Linked DNA regions of Mus musculus: region 2 is linked to region 1. A link is a contact called in public Hi-C data. All regions are on one chromosome and are shown on one strand. Each heading gives the region's core, a stretch centred on a gene start, on an enhancer-like site or on the middle of the called end of the contact. The rest is flanking DNA. Distances are from core to core; before and after follow the strand shown.

The links. Hi-C and Micro-C count contacts between places; a contact is called where the count stands out from the background.
Region 2: a Hi-C map of bone marrow-derived macrophages shows a contact between it and region 1, with 18 read pairs. The contact joins the enhancer-like site here to the promoter of Myom1 in region 1. A contact is called at or near these places in 12 of 39 promoter capture datasets (the C10 cell line, the HPC-7 cell line, cranial neural crest and 9 more), 1 of 15 datasets of contacts at CTCF or cohesin (large pre-B cells), 2 of 484 Hi-C or Micro-C datasets (bone marrow-derived macrophages and embryonic fibroblasts), 1 of 115 datasets of contacts at active chromatin or transcription factors (the HPC-7 cell line) and 5 of 9 other capture datasets (adipose tissue, embryonic stem cells, liver and 2 more).

Annotation. Positions count from the first base shown.
Region 1 is chr17:71,014,129-71,021,647 of GRCm38.p6, reverse strand. Myom1 (myomesin 1) reads right to left here and starts at 2,091. Exons shown (of 37, transcript NM_001083934.1): 1 at 1,997-2,091.
Region 2 is chr17:71,249,015-71,255,901 of GRCm38.p6, reverse strand. Lpin2 (lipin 2) reads right to left here. Exons shown (of 20, transcript NM_001357791.1): 20 at 6,084-6,887. It overlaps Emilin2 (elastin microfibril interfacer 2), which reads left to right. Exons shown (of 8, transcript NM_145158.4): 7 at 655-783; 8 at 2,809-3,730. The coding sequence ends at 3,146. Among named protein-coding and RNA genes, the nearest start is that of Emilin2, 59 kb to the left of the region's middle. Within about 2 kb of position 5,036, at least 104 of the 459 cell types and tissues checked have an H3K27ac peak or open chromatin away from gene starts, as enhancers often do. A contact at or near this core is called in the HPC-7 cell line, adipose tissue, bone marrow-derived macrophages and 2 more, where this site is marked.

The DNA of each region.
Region 1 (7,519 bases), core at 842-3,341:
CTGGAGGCAGAGAGAGACAGGTGGGTCTCTGTGAATTTGAGGCCAGCCTGGTTTGTGCAAGCCTCAGATCAGCTAAGACCTCACGGTGCCACCCTTTCCCAGGCGGCAGGAGACGGATGTGAGTGACTGCGCACAGAAAAGCTGAACCTCACGGTCTGATAACTTCTATAATTGGGAGTTCTTTCAAATTGTGCACACATTACAAAAAGGCAGAACAGTATTTATTCCATATAGAAATATGGGAGAATCCATATAGGAATATAAAGAATCTGAGCTCGGTGTGGCTCTGGCATTTCATATCTATCTATCAGGTAATTGATTTTGTGCGTCTAGGGGGTGCATGTGTGTCACAGCATGTACACGGAGCACAGAGGACAACTTCTCAGCACCCGTTCTCTCCTTCCGTGAGGGCTCAGGGGACAGAATTCAGGCCACCAGGCTTAGCAGGAAGTGCCTTTGCTTACGGAGGCCTTGCATTTACTTCATGTGTAAATCATGTGTTCACCGAAAGACTACCAGCCACATGGCAAACTGGAGCAAGTCATAATTTTATAGACACCTCTCCTAGGTTTTTTAAAAAAACCTCCCATGTATAATATTATTATTTTCAAAACTATATAACAAAATTGTTTTCAAGCAAAGGTTTTTCTTTTCCTAACCTTGTTTTGCTTAAAATTCCTAACTGAGGAGTAAATCCTTTTAAATTTTTGTCATATTTAAAACTAAGTTTTATTTAAGCTGCTTAAAAAGTCAGTGTGTTCTCTTTAGAGAAGAAAAGCCAACAAACTTCACTCCTGAAATATGTATCTGAAGTCTCATGGGAAATACCAGTCTACATGACATTTTCTAAGAGAGAGAAAAAAAAAATAGCTACCAGCAAGCAACTGTGCTTCCTTAAATCCTTAAATAGATTGCCTTTTCTGTTACTAAATATGCAGAACTATACTTAATGGATAACTTTTGGGTGGCGTTTATAGTATAAAAGGGTTAGAATACACTGTATTATGAAGTGTTAGGTAAGTCTCTGTAATGATGTCATCAAAGTGACTTACAAATAATAAAAGCTCCTTTGCTGTGTTATATTATAAACTAACATTGCTACCCAGATGGTTCAAAATGCTATCATTCTCACAAAACAGATGGTTTAAGTGTCTTGTCCCAACTCCATTTTCCATTCTTCATTATCTGTCCCAAGAATACTTACGTGATTAACATCTACTACTTAGTACATTGGTTAAGCCACCAGTGCTGAACCAAAGTATAGCAGTGACCAAAGTATAACCAGCCAGTGAGCCAGGCTTAGCCCAACACACAACTGCCAGGATTTGTTAGAAATAAAGACTTTTTTATTTTTTTGTCTTCTGTGCTTCTGAAAACTAACTTTTATTTCTAAAAATAATCTCGACGGTTAAGAAGAAATACTACCTCCAAAATTGTAACCGTGCTGTAATATTCTGATGCGGGCAGCAGAGGCCAAAAGCTGATGGAAATTAATTACAGAAGGCAATCGCTCCAGGGTCACGGTGCCAGGTCTGCCACCTCTGTGTTACCCAGTCATTTTCAAGTCAGAAATATCACAATGCTCCTGAGAGAGAGGTCGTCCACACTGCTCTCTCATGGCAGAGTTCATCCTCTCGCTTCTTCCCTCCCCCATCCCTCTCTTCCCTTGGAGCTATGTCACCGGATCATGAATTAGTGGCTCTGAAGAGAATTTGTATCCTTCTAGCTTAATTTGCACTCAAGGAGCTCTGTAAATACTTCACTGCTCCTTTCCCTGAGAAAATACTTGCATTGGATATGAGACAAATGTGAGCTTGCAGTTCCAGAAACAGAGGCATATTCTTGTTTTCAAAAGAATACGGCAAAAACAGCCACCAGCCCAGGCAGGTACCTTACTGCTCCCGTCTCCCCTTCCAGGAGCTCCTGTCACTCCCCTGCTGAGGCGAGAAGGCAGACTGAAACTCCTGAGTACATTTGCCACCTCCATGTCACTTACCGGTTTCTGGGGTGGGGGTTACGGCCCACTGCCCTGCCGCAGTCGAGGAGCAGGAGAGAATGAGGGCCCACCTAGGTTGAATCCAAGAAAAAGTTAAGAGGCAGGGCTAGAGGCTGGATTCTGGGGGCCAGTTCAAAAATAATGCATGTGGTCAGGCAGCAGAATGTCAGGGCCCCACAGCCAGCCTTTTATGGCCAGGAAGGCAGATAAATATAGCAGCACATGGGGAGGGGAGTCCCAAACCCAGAGAAGAGCATGGCAGGAAGCTGCAGGAGCAGTAGGATTAGGTTAATGGCTCAATGAGTACGGCCTGATTAAACCAAATGGAGGACCGACTTAAATAGAGGATTCTACGGACTGTGTCCGATATATCTTTACTGCTTTGTATTTAAACATACAGGGCTTGTGTTCAGAGCTAAAAACAGGTGTAGGAATCCGATCCTCAAAATGGACCTCATGGAATCTTAACGCCAAGACGCGGCTTTGTGTGCGCTGTTTGTGACACATGGAGCACAGCGTTGAAAGACAACATGGGAGAGAAAGCTGGGGCTAACTAAAGGTTAGTGCGGAGGCTTTGGGACACTCGCTGTCCCTCTCTGTTTAGGAAAAGTGAATCTTAGCATCAGGTGCAATTGTCCAATTCCTCATTCATTAGAAAAAGGAAAAGAAAAATTAGGAAAAGGAATTCGTTATCTTATCCTTCCACACTCAAGAGCAGGCTCAGCCTAACTACCTGATTCTTTGCTTCCAACCAATGGTGTAATGAAGAAGTGGCCCAGCCTGACACATGGGCTCCATCCCAAAATCCTCGTGAAAAGAACCTGCAGCAGTGGTGCACATCTGTAATTCCAGAACTCCATAGAAACGGTAATTCCATGAGTCCTACAGCAAGATGACAGACAGAGGCAGGAGGATCTCAGCTAAGCTGGTGGCTCTTTCTCTCTCTCCCTCTGTCCCTCCGTCCCTCCATCCCTCCCTCCGTCCTTTCCTCCCTCCCTCCCTCCCTCCCTCTTTTATAAACACACACAGTAAACACACTAACAATAAACAGAAAGTAATCCATTATAATCTATAAACTTCAGAAACTATTTGCTTCAAGAATTCTACTTAGACCCCCTTGCAATAGACAAAAAGACACCTTGGTGGTGGTATTCGGTCAGGGCCAGAGCAGATGGCAGTCCTTTGTTCATTCTAGCTTGATACCTGGCTTGGTGGCCAGAGCTGTTGTATGCCTAGGACTCAAAAAATCAAGTCAACTCAAATGCAGGCAGCACAGCGCAGGAGAAAGAAGACAGATAGACCCACCCTCCAGCACATGGCACAGGCAGGCAGACCAGAGACACACTGCGTACTGCCATGTTAGCACAAGATGGAGGATGTCACCCAGGGGCCTTCCAGCTGCATGACCAAACCTGCAGTTGGAGCCACCACAATGTGTGAGTGTGTGGTGGTCAGATGTGAGAGAAAGAGAAACAGAGCAGCTTGGGCATTGCAAAGAGATGGGACTGGAGACTGAACGTTCAGGAGGAGTAGCTTCATGTGAGTGGCTAGCCTCATCCCCTGAGACCTTGGTGAGGTCCCAGTCAGAGCTGCCACTGAGGACCACATCTCAGTTCATGGCTATGCAGCAGCAGGGCATTGGTGTCAAAGTCTATGACTCATATTATCTCTAGCGAACATGGGATCTCCCCTGTTGGGGCAGCGACCTGGGACCACGTGAATATCCCAAGTGGGACCAGGTAGATATCCTAGCCCTGCCCCTCACTAGTTTCAGTGATGGAGAGTTGGCCCCATCTCTCACCAGCAGCAGCACTTGGGAGAGCAGTCTGTATGTCTGACCCAGGTAGCACAGTGCAGCTGGTGGCAGGGGTATGGGTGAACTAGCCTCAGGGTATGAGTATGGGAGAGCTGACCCTCCCACTCACAGGCTGCAGCATGTGGGGTAATGGGCACTGAACCAGGACTGGGTATCACAGTGGAGCTGGCTCTGGAGGTGTGGGTGCAGGTTAGCCAGTCCCAGGGGCATGAGAGCAGGAGGGTTGACCCTGCCTTCTGCCAATGGTGGCACTGGGTGGCCCAGCTGAAGCAGTATGGATAAGGGAGAGCCATCGCACTGACCAGCTCAGCAACCACTGGGGCCCAGATCCAGGGCTCTGAACTGGTCCACCCCCAAATCTCCATCATCTGTGAACAGTTGGGACACATGAAAGGGCTTCCAGTCCTGCTGTTCCAAAGCTGCAGATCTCCATGACACAGGACAATAACAGGATAACCAAGAGGAGTCCTGATGAGGGTCCAGCATTGATGGTGTCTTGGAAGCCAGAGATCTGGAATCAGATAAAGGACTCATTGCAATGAACATTTGCAAGTAAAGATGTGTAGGCAGAGGGACTTACTGTGGGACACACTACAGCTTCCACCATGAGATGTTTTCTATGCTTTGTTTGGTTGTTGTTGTTATTGTTGTTGTTTGGTGGCGGTGGCGTCGGTGTGTGTGTGTGTGTGTGTGTGTGTGTGTGTGTGTGTTACGGGGGAGGTTGCAAGGGCAAAGGGCAGACATGAGGGGGTGGGGAGATGAGAGGGCCTGGGGTGCATGATGTGAAACTCACAAAGAATCAATAAAAAGTTAAAAAAAAAGAATTCTAGTTAATAGATTTCCCTTGCATAGTTCCAAGAGATTTTCTTAAGTTTATTTTCTGCTGCTTATTGTGATCACACTATCTATAAAAATACCTAATTCTATAATTCCAGTCCTCTGTACCCTAAAAGAGAATTCTAGATAGTTTCTTTCCTTGAAGGAATGACTGGTTTTAAGGTAGATATACATTTTTCTCTTTAAGCTGATTAGAAAAATGTAAGTGTTTTCTGAGTATAAGATAATGATGAACTAAAAGACAAGATAAATGTACGAGTTGCATCTAGCCCCTAGAACTCTGCCTGCTCAGTTTCATTTTAGAGAAGGACACAGAGTAATTGTATCAGATCGTTACTCTATGTATGGGGGTGAGGGATGAAAGAAGCATCGTTCCGGGACGAAAAGTAAAGAAAACGAATAAGGACTAAGTTCCACCTAAAATTATTAATGCCTTCCCTTAGTCTGCCAGCTTTAATTCACAACTAAATCTCACATATCAACCACATGAAGAAAGAAAGATCTGCATCTGCTCAGTTTGGTTCATGAAGCATTTCTAGACAGCCTATCAATGGGCAGCAGCACGGTGGTACCCAGCACGCCGAGCACAGCTCAGCAGGATGGGAAGTCCCTAGGGACAGTTACATCATGACGGAACAGGTGAAATAAGCATCCTGGTTAGAGCTTCATAAGAGTAAACCTGAAAGAACCCCTCACCTTTACAAGGCAGGACTAAAGGGAAATCTAATGTTATGCTAAGGGAAGAAACTGTGATCGAGACAGAAATGTGCCCTGTGGTTAGAAATGTCCTTCTCTCTCTAATGAAGATTCTTTAAGCATAAGAAAAATCTTAGCTGAATAGTTCCAAGAGTCCTTTTGAAGGCTGCAGCTGGAGTTACCTATATTTTGTATGGTAACTAGCTTGTATCCTCTCTAGCTTACAGTTGCTCTGTGTGTGTGTGTGTGTGTGTGTGTGTGTGTGTGTGTATGTGTGTAGTATATGTGATGAATGTGTGTATGTGATGAGTGTATGTGTGTATATGTATGTGTGTGAACATGTGTGTATGTGTGTGGTGAGTGTGTAATGTGTGTGTGGTAAGTCTGTGTGTGTATGATGTATATGAATGTGTGTATATGTGTGTGAACATGTGTATGTGTGTGATGAGTGTTTATGTGTGTATTTGTATGTCTATAATGAGTATGTGTATGTGTGTGAACGTGTGTGTATATGTATTGTGTGAACATGTGTGTATGTGCATATGTGATGTGTCTGTGTATATATGTGTGTGTGTGTGTGGTGAGTCTGTGTGTATGTGTGTTCAGAGGTGGGGTCTCAGGTATCTGAGGTATCTGGCATCAAATCTTACTGTTTATTGAATGACTTCAAGAACCAATTCACCTCTAAAGCTCTGAACCTACTTTGTTCTCTAATAGTGTCTCTAGATTGATGTGTGTGTGTGTGTTTCTGCTCTGTCTTCACTCATAAACTGATCTGGAACACTTTGTTCTAAAAAAGGCAACTGCTTGGAGTGACAACTCACCTCTGAAATGCCCCTTCATTGGTATGTTTTGGGTTTTTTTGGGGGGGGTTGCTTTATTAATGTTTTTAATCTCTAATGTCCCTGAAAATAATCCAGATATGTTTGTGTTACCACTAAAGGCTGTGGTTTGCAAACAGGGGAGGGGGGCATGAGGAAGACAGGAGGGAGAGAAGACTGGGCCTAGGATTCTTATGAGGAGCCAAGTTTCACCTAGTTATTAAATGATCCAGTTCTGAACTAGATCTGGAGCTAAAATTAGAGCTATTTATCTGAGCACTGGCAAAACGAAGCCAACACAGTGTTCCTTCAGGCCCTGCAGGCTACGAGTTGCCCAGGCGACCTCCCTCCACACTGGGCAGAAGGGAAGGATTTCTGGGTCAGTGGTCCTGAAAACAGAAAGTCTGTGGTGATTCAGCCTAGCAGATATGTGATAAGACAGGGTCCCAACATCCACTTGGTTCCTGCCGACTCCCATGTCTGTACCGTAGGCTCTGTGCCACCAGTAAACTCAAACAGTTTCACAGAGGGAGGCCTTGGTTGTCTGTGGAATGCTGCACTCATGCATTTAAATATTCATTTCTTTCTATTCTCTTCTGTTGCCTATATTTCCTTCTCTCCAGTTTTTCCCTCCATCACAGGGACCTTAACTTTACCAGACCCTCTGTATTAGTTACGTTTCTTACTGCTGTGCCGAAACCCCTGAAACAAGCAACTTCAGGAAGGAAGGAAGGGTTTGGTCTGCAGGTCGACGGTGTGGTTTATGTCAGCAGGAAAAGCATGGCTTCGGGATCATGAAGCCACGGGTGGCATTGTGTTCACAGTCAGGGAGCAGAAAGATGCATGCTGGGACTCAGCTGGCTCTCTCCTTTTCACTCAGTCTAGGACCCCAAACCATGGAATGGTGCTGCCCAAATTCAAGTGAAGTCTTCCCTGCTCAGTTAAACCTTTCTGGAAACATCCCTAAAGATGCGCCCAAGGTATATTTCTATGGTGATTCTAACTCCTATCAAGTTGACGACCAAGAGTAACTCTCCCACTCTCCATGTTTGCTTGAGGAGAGAAGCCCTTGGCTGCTAAGGTATAACTGGTCTAGGATTGTTGGTTAGGCCTGCAGAGGCTGATCAAACACTTCTGCACAAGCAGAAGTAGCCAGCAGCACTAGTACTTATGCAGAGGTGAAGGGGTACCCTTGGCTTCTGCCACCACCCTAGATCCAAACCCTCTTGACGCCTCTCTTCCTAGACAACATCTTCTGCAGGAAGGAGGGCAGAGTTTAGTATGAATGGGACAGCATCTTAAATGACAAGAAGGTCCCAAGTTATATCTGAGCCTTAGCTACCTTTACCATAG
Region 2 (6,887 bases), core at 3,787-6,286, 230 kb before region 1:
TGGGTAGACAGCCTGGAGCCTAGGCCCTTCCACACCTAGCAGACACCCTGGTCTTGGTCTCTGTGGACTGAACCCCTAGAGAGACTCAGAGGCAGGAATTCTCCCTCCTACATGGTCTCTGTTCATGTTTCCCAAGGGGAGGCTGGGTGGGCTGTACCCTGTGTGGTCCTGATGAGTTTTACTGGCTTACAAGCCAGCAGCTCCCTAGATGATTCTCTATGGGCCCAGCATCAGCTCCTGATGGATGCAGTTAGGCAGCACACAGCAGCCTCACCTTCCATTCTCATTCTCTCTCTCTCCTCTCTCTCTCTCTCTCTCTCTCTCTCTCTCTCTCTCTCTCTCTCTCTCAGTGCACAGCAACCTCACCTTCCATTCTCATTCTCTCTCTCTCTCTCTCTCTCTGTCTCTCTGTCTCTGTCTCTCTCTCTCTCTCTCTCACACACACACACACACACACACACACACACACACACGCACTCGCACATGTGCGTGCAGGCACACTACGCAGACAATCCCTTTGAGGCTTTCGTATGCAGTTTGTGTGTCTCACACATTTGTCCAGTTTCTCTGTACTAGCCCTTGGTCTGCCAAGGGGAGTCTCTGGACTTTCAGAAGATAGGCAGGTCCACATGCTCTGGCTTCTCTCTGCCCTAGGGGTGCCGCTGCCCACTCTGGTGTCCTTTTCAGCCGGTCTTACCCAGAAGCCTTTTCCCAGCGATGGAGGCGTTGTTCTCTTCAATAAGGTGCTGGTGAACGATGGGGATGTATACAACCCCAACACTGGTGAGTATCTACAGTGGAATTCTGTCTGGCTCCACGGAGGCTGGGGAGAACCTAAGCTGGGCAGTGGATTGCCACCAGACCTCTAATTCTTGGGCTGCAGCGTGGGAGGGCAGCACATGGCCTCACTATACTTTTGGAACTGCCGCTCAATTCTTAATGGTTATTATTATTTTTTTTTTTTTTTGCCAGCTATGACCCGTCACACCCCAGCCCCCTCTCCTCCATCCGCCCCCTAGCGGCCATCAAGCATGCTTTCTCTATGAATGTTCAGAGGCAGGGACTCCCTTCAGAATCTTGTTTTTATGATGAGCCAAAAAAGGGGGGGGGGCTGTGTTCTCTCCAGAAGGGACTGAGGCTAGTTAGTGTGTGGGGCCTCACATACCGAGACAGAATTAAACAGTGGACTTTGGAAGGTGCCTGTAGCACCCATGCCTATTCTAGGGAACCCTGGAGACTGTGGAAGGAGCTGCTAGGAGCTCCGACAGCACAGCCATCTTGCCCTTCCTCTGGCTTGTGGTGTCTCACCTGTCCCCAGACCATCTCCTGATAGTCACACACGAGTTTTTCCTACCCCTTAAAGGGTAATTCTCTGTCTGGACTATGTGGCAACCCTCTGAGGCTCATGGTGGGGTTCGAGCCTTTTCCCCCCTCCTTGCCTTTAGCAGCCATTGCTCTCATATAGGCATGGCCTTCGCAGGGAGGGTGAGGGTTCTGGCCATCTTCTTGGTAATCTTTAGCCATTCCTTCTACAACTCCAAGCCTGGTTCCCCTCTGGCTAAGTCACGCTGGTTCTGATAAAGTCACTGGCAGACCTCCAAGAAAGCAGCCAGGTATCCCAGGCTGCCAAGCTTTGCTCCAAACAACCTTTCTAATCTATGCTTCAAGGGTTTGGGCCAGAGTTGGGGGTTTTGACTGGGAGTGAGGGGACTCTTTCCCTTTGGCTACGTTGGTTGTGGGGACCCCCCTGTCCACTCACACAGGCTGGTGATCTTTACGAGCAGGCTGGGACTATGAAGGAAATTCCAGGAGGCCCTTGAGCTAGGCTTGCCCCTGTTAGACAGGCGAATGGAAGCTTGGCTCAGTACACTGGGGCCTGAACAAGATTCTAGGAGTTATAATCAGGATACTATTTAAATAGTAAGCATGGAAGGGGCAGGGTGGACCCAGGCATACTTGAAGGCTAGACTCTTAAATGGGTCTTTTGTTTCAGGACCCTAATTTCATGGTGACATCTAGCTGTTGAGTATGAAGGCCTGATACCCCTACCCACTCCTGGGTAGTCCATCTCTAGACACTTCCTTTGCCTTCCAGATTATATGGGCCCTGGGGTTAGAAGACAGTGGGGCTTCTGGCTACAAGTGAATATGACCTACACCCAAGAGGCTGATTCTTTTATAGATGAGGAGGGTTAGCGTGGCCTCCTAAGGCTGCTGTCTAAGAGATTTAGGAAGGTTGTAACTTGGCAGGGGCTGGGCCTTGGTCCCAAGTCTCCAGGTCACACATGCCACATACATGGCAGACCAGAAATGTTGGTCAAATTGGCTGCTGTCCCAGTAGGGCCGTGGCTGGCTTCTGTTTCCTGGACTGTTGTAAATTTAGGCAAGAATTACTCTTAGTCCTGGGGTATTGGAGGTCTTACTCTTTGGATGTTACAAGCCCAGGACAGTTGGCTCTGAAATGAAGAGTGGCCCAAGTCTGTGGTTTGCATGTGTGAGAGGCCACACTGGGGCTGTTATGTGCATGGTAGAAAGCCTGTCTAGAATGCACCTGTCACTGGGGGGGGGGCGGTGATATTCATTCTGGGAACAGAGATGTGAGTAGGTGGTACACTCTCAAGTCAGCCTTCCTTCTACAGGTTTGGTGACTAAGCATCTTGACCTATCCAAGTCAATGGGTGCTAAAACCCAGGGGGCAATCGGTGGCAATCTCAAGTGGCCTTGTGTGAGATGGGTCCAAGGTAGTCTGAAGCCAGGGTGTGGGCGTCAAAGACACCAGATCAGCTCACCTGTGTCTGGCTTTTTGTAGGGATCTTCACCGCACCATACGACGGGCGCTACTTGATCACAGCCACCCTCACCCCTGAGAGAGACACCTATGTGGAAGCCGTCCTGTCTGTCTCCAACGCCAGTGTTGCCCAGCTGCACACGGCTGGGTACAGGAGAGAGTTCCTGGAATACCATCGTCCCCCTGGGGCTGTGCATACCTGTGGGGGCCCGGGGGCCTTCCACCTCATTGTGCACTTGAAGGCAGGAGATGGAGTCAATGTTGTGGTGACTGGGGGCAGACTGGCTCACACAGACTTTGATGAAATGTACTCCACCTTCAGTGGTGTTTTCTTGTACCCTTTCCTTTCTCACCTCTAGGGAGACCAGGAAGGGAAGAAAGGCTGTGAAAACTCCAAAGCTTTAATATATTTGGTTTATGTAACTGGAGCACTGATCTAGCTTGCTGCACACACTCTGCCTGCCCCCAGGATAAAAGCCTGCCATCCCTCGTTTCCAGACAGCTGTGGAAGTGACACATGGTTACTTCTGTCACTGGACAACCAGAAGACTCGTTATGTCCCCTTGGCTGGAAGCTGGCTTCTCCTGTGCCGCCTATAAGCCAGCTCTGCTCGAAGTTCTTGGGTTGAATCTACTTGGTGCTGTTCCGACTGGCCTGGGCCTGATGCAGCTGGAAGACACTGTAGCGGATGCGCCTCTCTACACTGCACGTAGAAGATTTAAACACTGAAGTGCTTATGTGGCCTGGACCCAGAGAGTTTAACATGGGCTGTTGTTCCACACTTGGTTGCTGTTACCGTCTGGTACTGATCTCTGTTCCCCTGGGCCCTGCTACCAAGGTGGATGTGAGAGACATTATTTATGAAACTTGCCAGGCTCCTTAAATGACATGTACAATATAAGTGCAAAGACAGGGAGCGTCAATAAAGATGTTGGAATCACTATGTTCCTTTTCTGTATTTGGCGCCTTATGGATTGGGAGTTACCGGGGGCGGGGGTGGGGTGGGAACAAACTAGAGCATTTTTTATGGCTGAAAGAATACTGTGTAAATTAACCCCAGTCGTTATGTAAAACATCCCATACCTGCCAGCTTCCAGGCTTTAGACATTTGGGGTTTGATTTTGGCTGGAAAACCACATCCAGATGTCCTTGAAGGTCAGGGTGTACCGTGGCCCTGCGGCTGAAGAGGGCCTCTGTTAGGGGAGGTGAGCTGGTTGCAGGCTAATGAGCCTGACTTCTTGTTGCTCCACTGCACAGCTCACTGGCAGAGATAGCACTACAAACTCTGGCTACAAACTCTGGTTCCTAAGCAACAAGCCCCCCCCCCATATAAAATGGGGGGCCGGCTGGAAACGGAGATCATTTGAGAAGACAAGCACATTTGGGTCTGGGAGGCCTGACACGACACTTTCCCAACAGCAGCACACAGCTCTAGGCACCCAGGTCTGTCAGCCAGCACCTGTAGGGAAAGGCAACTCCCCCAGGTCCCTAGTGGAAGGCGCAGACAGGGAAACCAGTTTCAATAGCCTTGCCTTGCTCCTAAACCAGTTGGCAGAAGAGTCTAATGTAGTCAAAATATACTAGGTTCCAAGGACTGTCTGCAAAGTTATTATGGGATATTTGGAAGGCGGGTCATGGACTGCCCGGTTTTCCACAGCTGGGGAGTTGGCTACCAAGGTCAGCGTGCCCTCTGCTGTCTGAGAAATGACGCATGGAAAACCCTGAGCAGCAGTACTTTTAGGAAAGCCCGGCTGGCTCACACGAATGTTTCTGTCCGTTTCCTTCCCTCTTCTTTGAAGACCATATTCAGTGCCAAAGTGGCCAAGTGTTCAGTGGCTGTAAGGCAGGGGCCCGACCGGAGATGTACGGCCACTGTGTTCCCCATTCCCAGACAGGTCTCTCGAGCATCCAACAGACCTTGATCATCCAGTGTGTGACTTCGTTACTGGCAGAGGTGCACTTAGCTAGCTCGCTCTATCCAACAAGCAAGGCGGAGTGAGCTGGGCCACAGCAGTAGGCATGTGCTCACTGGAAGACAAAACAGGATGCAAACTGGACTCCAGCCCACGCAGGAGATGGGTTTAAAATGGGAGCCCCAGTCTTTTTTTGGAGATGAAAAACAGGGACAGCTAGAGCGTGTCTGGAGGAGGGGAGTTTGGAGCAATGGCCCCTCCCTAAGTCACCACACCCCTTCTAGTCATGTGTCCATGAGTGAGTCAGAGGTATAAACAGAGTTTAAGTACTTACTCAGTACTTTTAATTGATGCTGGCCTCAAGTAGTCCTCCTAAGAGGACTAAGTGACTGGTACATACCACAGGGTCACCAGGTTCAGGGTACAACTTCTCTAATCAGGGAGCTTTGGTGACTTGAGAAAAAGGCAGTGCTTTTTAAGAACTGGAGCAATTTGCCCTTGATACGTACCACCACCAAACGGCACCATTAAAATGACTAAATACTATTAAATGGGATCTGCAAGGAGGAATGCCTGAGGTGTATTTTAAATCATTTCCAGATTAGCATATAGTCAGCATTCCCAGTGACGATTGGTCTTGTTTCCCACGTATCTGCTTCATGAAAGGAAGTGGATACCATAACTCCAGGCCTACAGTCTCAAGAGTGGCGGTGTCTGGCCCCCATCCACTTTGTAAACACAATCTGTGCTTCTCTTGTGCCATCTTACCATGGAAGGAGGTACACATGCAGGTACAGGGGTGAGGGCTGCCAAACTCTATCCTCTCATAGCACTTAAAACTGCCTAGAGGAATCAGATATTTTCTAGGACAAAAATATAGCCCCACTGCCAAGACTTGTGGTTCCTGTGCGATCCAGCAGACGTAGTATCTGCTGCCCAGTGACCTGAGGGAGGATGATGTCACATTAACTTTTGCCATCAATCATATGATGTGGGCTTGTGCTACAAAAAGTTCATGGGTACTCTGTTAATCTGATGGACTGTTACCTGCTGCTACCCAGGAAAGGCTTAATAAAGGTGAGGCATTAAAACTGAGCAGCATGGCCAGGAGACTCTGAAGGGCTGGTGTGGGAACTAGAGTGTAGGGAAATGATGGATGGACAAATCACTTCTTGACAGAATCTACAAGGCAGACATAGTTCCTGTGGGCGGAGCTTCTCTTCTGGAGCCAGGGTTTGCAAGGGAGCAACAGGAAGAGGTCGTCCCTCCTTTAGACAAGCAAGTCAGCAAAGCCAAAGTGATGTTTATGTATAACTGGTAATTGTAATTATCAATCTCTGGCACTGATACGGTCAAAGTCCCTGAAGGAAGGAGCCCAATGCAATCAGTTTATGTTAGTTTATTATTGTAACATTTTTTTGTGAACATCAAACACTGCACCAAAATATGAGCCATTCATCTGAAGACAACATCTTTACCATATTGAAGGTACTGCACTGATGTTTACAATGATTACGGACAACTTAAAGCTGCTTAGTGGCACTGCTCTCTAATAATCAAGTACTTCATCAGCTGAATGGAATCATTAGCAGGGAACTCTTTCCTCTGCCTTCAGGTCAAAAAAAGAATTTTTCACCTGGAAAGAGCAATTCCTGGGGTTTTAAATAAACCTTAGCATGCTCTCAAACAAAGTTTCCCAGAAACTTGCTCATGTCGCCTGAACCGTTTCTTCTCTCAGATGATGGCTTTGAAGGGCACCTCAGAAGGCTGGACCCGCCCCACAGGCTGCAGGGAACAGAGGCTCCTGCTGCTCAGCTCGGGTCCTGGTCCACTCTACATTGTTTTAGCAGCTTTTGTTCTACGTTACTACAACAGCACATTTCTTTTTCCAACTGACTATGCAGATGGGTTAGACTACAGGAACTGCAGTACTGATCATATGGTTACACATGCATGCTCCAGGTCCACGTGTACACCCCACACAGCCTGACGGAGAGCAGCCATCAATTCTACAGCAGTGCAAGCTTCAACACTCAACACCAAACACTAAAATTAGACTGAACTGACGCAACAACTGACGGAAGGACTGGGTGGCTGGTCTGCCATAGTGTCTCTTCAGCATCACCTGTCATCGAGACAAGGTGACACTGCAACAAGCCATCCAGGGGTTTGTGTGCAAACACACTT